Linked DNA regions of Hordeum vulgare: region 1 is linked to region 2. A link is a contact called in public HiChIP or PLAC-seq data. All regions are on one chromosome and are shown on one strand. Each heading gives the region's core, a stretch centred on a gene start, on an enhancer-like site or on the middle of the called end of the contact. The rest is flanking DNA. Distances are from core to core; before and after follow the strand shown.

Evidence for each region. HiChIP or PLAC-seq counts read pairs in DNA pulled down with a chosen protein or histone mark.
Region 1: an H3K4me3 HiChIP or PLAC-seq map of embryo shows a contact between it and region 2, with 3 times the contacts expected there. The contact joins the promoter of LOC123427858 here to the promoter of LOC123430816 in region 2. A contact is called at or near these places in 2 of 6 Hi-C or Micro-C datasets (leaf and seedling) and 1 of 1 datasets of contacts at active chromatin or transcription factors (embryo).

Annotation. Positions count from the first base shown.
Region 1 is chr2H:616,038,947-616,042,155 of MorexV3_pseudomolecules_assembly, forward strand. It overlaps LOC123427858 (FCS-Like Zinc finger 1-like), which reads right to left and starts at 1,747. Exons shown (of 1, transcript XM_045111993.1): 1 at 830-1,747. The coding sequence starts at 1,561. The coding sequence ends at 1,271.
Region 2 is chr2H:615,880,397-615,883,827 of MorexV3_pseudomolecules_assembly, forward strand. It overlaps LOC123430816 (FCS-Like Zinc finger 3-like), which reads right to left and starts at 2,019. Exons shown (of 2, transcript XM_045114654.1): 1 at 1,705-2,019; 2 at 1,166-1,601. The coding sequence starts at 1,916. The coding sequence ends at 1,442.

The DNA.
Region 1 (3,209 bases), core at 497-2,996, 160 kb after region 2:
AACTTTGTGATGGATCACTGCCAGATCCTGCAAGAACCACCGGAGAGGCACCATGCCCTTGCGGTACATCTACATCCACATTAGCACGGCTGTCCCAAGAACTCGCCGCCCTCGTCCCGGGCTCAATCCCTGAAGATACTGACATTGACACTATTCAGATCAGATGGATGGGAGATGCAGTGAGGAATCAGAAGAAACTCAGGGACCTCAAGGATGGACGATTCTTGGTCGACTCGCCCCACCTTCGGCCTCGTCGCGTGCGCGATTATTCTCCGGTACCGAGGAAACCCCACTAAGATGCATCGATGTGTAGGGATCCGCATGGCGGCTCTCCTGCATGTAGTGGAGGTGGAGGCCACCGGCGACTGAGATGGGGACGCGGTGGGCGGCGGCGGCGACAGAGATGGGGGACACGGCGGGCGGCGAGGGGGAGGAGGAGGCGGAGTTGGACGCGGAGGCGACGGCGAAGGTGCAGGCCAGGGCGACTGGCTCCCGTTAATTATTCCTAAATTTCTGTACTTGATTGGCTCCTTTTTTTACGTGCAGGTGCAACAGTTTTTCGCTGTAGGAGGAGGTGGAGCACGGTCAGCCTTAGTTAATTTGGTAAATGCATAAGGTGGTGGTGCATGGATGGTGGAAGACCGTTAGAGTATAATTTGTTGTCTAATTGTATGGTGGTGATTGATGTTTGTTTTTATGACGGTAATAGTTGTGTGTACTTAGAAAAGTTTTTGTTTAATCTTTTATTAGTAGTATAGATATACTTTCACTCAGCGATAATTAAGCGTCGATAGTGAATCGGAAACTGCAAGAGAGACCCGGTTAGAAGTTAAAACAAAATGTGAATCATGTTTGATTGATTTTCTTCAGATCCATGGCCTTCTTTATTTCGTTTCGAACCAAATCAATTCATCGGCACGGCACAGACCGATGGAGAACAAGTACAGATTTCCTCCCATCCGGGCAGCTTAATTAGCTTGCCATGGACACATGCGGGAAGGCTACAGGCACCTATGCTTCGTGCCGCCTGATGCAGCCCTGCCTGCCTGGCTGCCTTGCCTCTCGTAGGCGGCGGCAACCTTCATCTGGTTCTGGTACCTCCACCGGTCCATGCTAGAGCACCGGCCGGCGAGATGGAGACATCAGATCACAGGCCTCCCAAGAGATTTCGATGGTTCTTCAGAATACAGATGTTGTTTTCTTCAGAATCCAGGTCTTGTCGAGTGAAACAAAACTTTCGTCGCCCACGCGGTACGGCCAGGCCGTCCGCTTAGCTCGCGACGGGCACCTTCCTGGACCGCCGCTGCCCACGGTGGGACTCCGTCTCCGCCGAGAACCGCTGCTGCCTCCGCGCGGCCTGCCTGGCGCAGACGGCGTCGAGGTGCATCTGCTCCTGGCGGCACTCCTCGCTGCAGAAGGGCGTGTCCCCTCTGTACATGAAGACGTCGCTGTCGCGCGCCAGCGGCTTGGCGCAGAGCGCGCACGCGTCCATCGCCGGCATGCCGGGCTCGCCAAGCAGCTCGGCATCGAAGAAGAAGGAGCAGGCCACTGATGCCGCCATTGTATGTGTGTATGTGCAGGTGGCTTTCGAGAGCAAGATGCTGAGCAGAGCAGAGCCTGGTGGTGTGCTCGCTTTGCTGATTTTGGTGCTGCTGCTGCGGATGAGGGAGGACGAAGGAAGCGAGCGAGTTGGATGAAGAAGAGGGGAAAGGCTCTGGGTATATATGGTGCGTGGGGGCGGACACGGCAAGGCCGTCGGCAAACTGTGGTCCGGCGTGCGGTCGGGCGCGCCCACGGGTCGGGGCAATACCGCGCGCCTTGCGCTCGGCTCCACCGAGACGAAAACGACGGCGATCGTGATGTGCCCGTGAAGAGGTCCCCATTGATCAAAGGAGACATCGGTCTTGAACGTCTGAGTTGATCTAAAGTTGTGATATTTTGTGAAGGCTAGAACTGTAGCCGTATTTGCATACTCTCGAAAAATAAAACAATTACCAACGAGCTTTACAAAAGTTCCTAAGTTCGAGGACCTCTTTTTAGGAGGAGCTTTTGGAAAATGTGAAGCTTAGGTCATGCAACTCGTTTCTTTTTTAAAGTCTATACACTTCGTCATTGAGTCTACAGCCGATTTGTAAACCGTCGGCTTCTACAAAGACTCGTGCCGTATCGTTCGCGGTACAATACAAATACATCCTTCGCTTTTGTGTATTCGAAAGTCTATACTCAAGCCGTGTTCGGATTACCTCCACTCCACTCCGGGAGCAGGTAGAGTTAGGTGGAGTTACAGTAGAAAAACGAGGAGCATCTGTTTCGTAGCTCCGCAGCTTCGGGGATTTCACGGAGTGGGTGAAATTCCGAACAGGGTCTAGCTTACAAAAAAAAAGATAGAGTCTATACTCATTGCATAAGGATTCCTCGTGCCTCCTCTAGTCGGAAACTTGGGCATCAATACATTCCGGCTGTACTTGTGTAAGATTGGACAGCTTTGCTTAAACTAGTGTCGACGCTTAGTGCTGATAATTAGCGCGCCAGGCCTTTTGCCAACATACGAGACAGGTGCCCCACATGGTTAGCCCACGCCAATAATAGACACAAATGCCTGTCGTGCAGTGTACTGTATGTTAAAAAATTTATCAAACACGAGATGAAGAAAAGAAAATAAACAACAAAATAAAAATCTGGATGTCCTCTCTTTGAGTTAGTGTCATCAACTCATCATGCTTGAGCTGTGGTGCACCCGTGCGACCGTGCATGCACGCCACAGCAGCAACTTGTCAACAGTGGAGTCGCGCCCACACTTGCACATCTTGTCTACGCTCGGCCCGTGACCCACTCAAGCGCGTGCACCAGCTTGTGGCAGATGCTATCAATGCCTGCAGCCATTTGCAATCTACTCCCTCCGTTCTTAAATATAAGTCTTTTAAAAGGTTTTACTAGAGAGACTACATATAGATGTATATAGACATATTTTAGAGTATATAGATTTATTTATTTTGCTTCGTATGTAGTCATTTAATAAAATTTCTAAAAAAATCTTTATATTTAGGAACGGAGGGGGTAAAAAACTTCAGGCTGGTAAACCGTCAAGATGCTCTATTTTAAAGTCATGCAACTCGTTTCCTTTTTAAAGTCTATACAGTTCGTCATTGAGTCTACAGCCGATATGTAAACCGTCGGCTTCTACTAGACTGGTACCATATCGTTTGGGG
Region 2 (3,431 bases), core at 769-3,268:
CTAAAATCCTAGATTCGCCAGTGATGGTGGTGTAGCTCAAACCAATGATTTTGAAGCACTTGAAGAATAGGTTGAAACCCCGAAAGATCAAGGTATAGTTTAGCTTATGAATTTTTTATGGATGCATCGGAATCTACAAGATCATCACGTGCACATGTAATTACTTAATGTTTTGGGGAAGCATACAGACCTATAATGAAAATAATAATAAAAGATAATTGATTGTGCACATTAAATAAATTTAATGTATATGATATTTTTATTCGATACCAACATTTATTATTTATGTATGACATTAATTTATGTGATCGACGTTTATGATTTTACATAGATTTAAAAATACGAATATAAAATATACACATGCAGGAGCAACATACGTGGGGCCGGATAAGGCCCGAGTTGCTCCGTCCGGCTGTAGACGCTACCGTATGTTGACGGTGATGTGCGCAGGGTATGAGGTCTGTCAGCTGGGTCACTCTGGAAACATGGACGGTATTGGTATTTGTACTGTATGTGTTACACGTACGAGTTTGTTTGTCGTTTTCTTACGGCGGCATATGACGGATGGGCCTGGCACGTAAACGTAAGGTGTACCCCGGAGGACCACCAGAGCCAGGCAGCCTTTTGACGAGAGAAATGGCGGATGAAATCACCGGCTGTTTGGCCGAAAGACAAGATCTTTAATTTCTTTATTAGTCATGTACAGTATATGTGGAACTTTATCACTCATGTTGAGCACATTGCCTCTTTGCTTTTCTTGCTGAAGCGAACGTCTACATTTCGTTCACGTCCAATCCATCATTTCGTCACTAATTAAGTAACGGAAGGGAATCATTTGTTTTGTCTCCAGAGTTCCCAAGTTACCCCCCTCTGCCCAACTAGTAGAAACGAACAGGACCGTTGGTTGGATGGGTCTCTGCCTCTGCTGTATGCACACACAGACACAGTAGAAGGCAACGGCCTCCAATATTATTCAATTTTTATAACAGTAACGGCCTTAATTTCCCATAATACAGCAACAGAGGCGATCATGTTCGTGGGCCAAAACGAATAAAGCTCAATTATAAATCTTACTAATACTGCGTCCACTGTTATGGGTGGAAGCATGCATCCGTGCGAGTATATGTATGGAACAATAGAAAAGACCCCAAGAACACAGCTGAACTGATGAGAAAATTGAGAGAGCTTCTGTTATGCCTCTCCCTTTCTTTCATATCGACAGATTATAGTACACCTTACGCGACGCAAGAACAAAAAACCAGTGATAATCCACCCACAAAACAAACTCTTCTTCTCCATCTTCGGAGATCGCTGCGGTTCAGGGGACGGCATAAGATCTGGACCTGGACCGCCCAACTCATCGTCGAGCTTTTGTTCACGAACTGCTTGCTAAAAAGATGAAAATCCTACGCTCGGCTTGGTCGCCGGAAAACCGCCCTGGCTACCACGCCCACACCGGGATCCTCGGGGTGCTCTGCTTCCGCTGCTGCCTCTGCCGCTGCTCCTCCGCCCTCCCGGTCTGATTCGACCGCTTCTCCCTCGCCTCGTCGATCTCGATCTGCTCCTGCCTGCACTCCTCGCTGCAGAAGGGCGTGTCACCTCTGCAAGAGAAATCAACCAAGCCACCATCAGAGACAATTCTTGGGCGGAGGTAATCCAAAAGGAGGGATCATGGAGGGTAGGATGTTGGTAGCGTGTATTCACCTGTACATGAAGATGTCTTTGTTCTCGGCGAGGAGCTTCCGGCAGCTGAAGCAGATGTCCAGGTAGTGGTGGCGGCCGAGGAGCTCGTCGGCGTCGTCGCAGGGGTCGCAGAAGAGCCGGCCAGGCCCGGGCTTCCTCGGCGAGGACGCCGGCTTGATGGGCGAGACGGAGTGGCTGAGGCAGCCGGCCTCGAGGTCACCGTAGATTTCCATGGAGATCGATGGGGTTGTAGTTTCCTTCTGCAAGCTGGTAATGCTTCTCTTTCTTTTCAGCTACTAGTAGGAATGAGTGAAGGGAGTGGGGGAGGAGAGAAGAGAAGCGAGACATCCCCTTATATTAGGGAGGGTGGTGTGCTTTTCACTTTGGCCCTCTGTGTTAGATGAAATTACGCTTAGCACTCAAGATGTTGAGCAAGGTTGCTCCCGTTGTATTTTTTGGATGTTTATTTGCTAAACTTTGTGAGTTTGTACTTGGGCGAGATAAACAATAAAGTTGCCGTTTCCCAGCACCCCCCCCCCCCCCAAAAAAAGGATTGCATTGTTATTTTTTTATGATTGGCTAGTCATGAGACATTTTCTACATTGTATACTACAAAAATGATTCTCAACACGTTCAAGAAACTGCCAAACTAGTTTTTACAAGACTGGTTTGCATAGGGCGTCAGGTACATTGTTTTATAGTTGTACACTTTTAATTGCCTTCTCTTAAAATTGTCAAGAATGGTGGTGTTCGAATGCCTGAAAATAGGTCATGCATGCTCTACATGGTTCCGAGTTTTGCTGTTTCGCGGCCAAATATTTCTCGCACCATTCGTTTACGACAACAAAAAAAGTTTGAGATGTTCCTCACATGTGCTTAACCTACCCATTGACTAAGCACCATCAAACAAGGTTATTTCGGTCTTTCTCCCGCCATTAGCCGTTGCTAGTGAACGTTAATAATTGGGTCTCATTGGCACACGCAATAATGCATGACCATAGGTGCCAAGCTACATATATGGCGAACGCAGCGCGAGTGGGATGCAAAGATATTATTTCCTTGATAAAATCACCCCCAGTTGCAAGAGACTTTTTCTTTTGGACCCACAGCACATACCACCACCGGGCCACTAGCACAAATCCTTCCTCTAGAAGGGGTCCTACGCACGCACACAGTAAGCAAGCTGCAACTGCAAAGGCCGCAAGCTGGCTCGCCGAACGGCCAAATCAAAACCGGGGCGCGGGGTGGTGGTCCATGGCCGCACTACTGATGCACTATTCCGGCGAGCAGAATCATGAGTCAGCAGTGTCGACAAACCGTCCGATATTTATTCGTTTCTCCGCTTCTTTCTCTCAAGTTGGAGCAGCTTTGTAACATGTCACGTCCGATTATTCGAGGGATCAGTGAAACAACTCCGGTTTTTGTGGTTCAGCAGCTGGTTGGCTCCATGGATTTAACATAAACTAGACTGAACCGGTCGATGGGGAAACAGGGGCGGAGTAGGTGCGGCTGCCTGATTTCACGACAATCCACCTCCTACTCGGCTTGACACCACGAGGGGCCTGCGAACTGCGATGAGAAGCTCGGTTTACTTTAAACAAACCAACACTTCTGTGATCTGATCTCATGCGAGGCCTGCCCATCGTTCTCCACGCATCTTGTAGTCTCCGTCGACTAGGATGATGTGTCGCGTGCGGTGTGTCGTTGATGGCGCGTGCCACCTTTAAGCGTGCCATGCAACTTGGGGG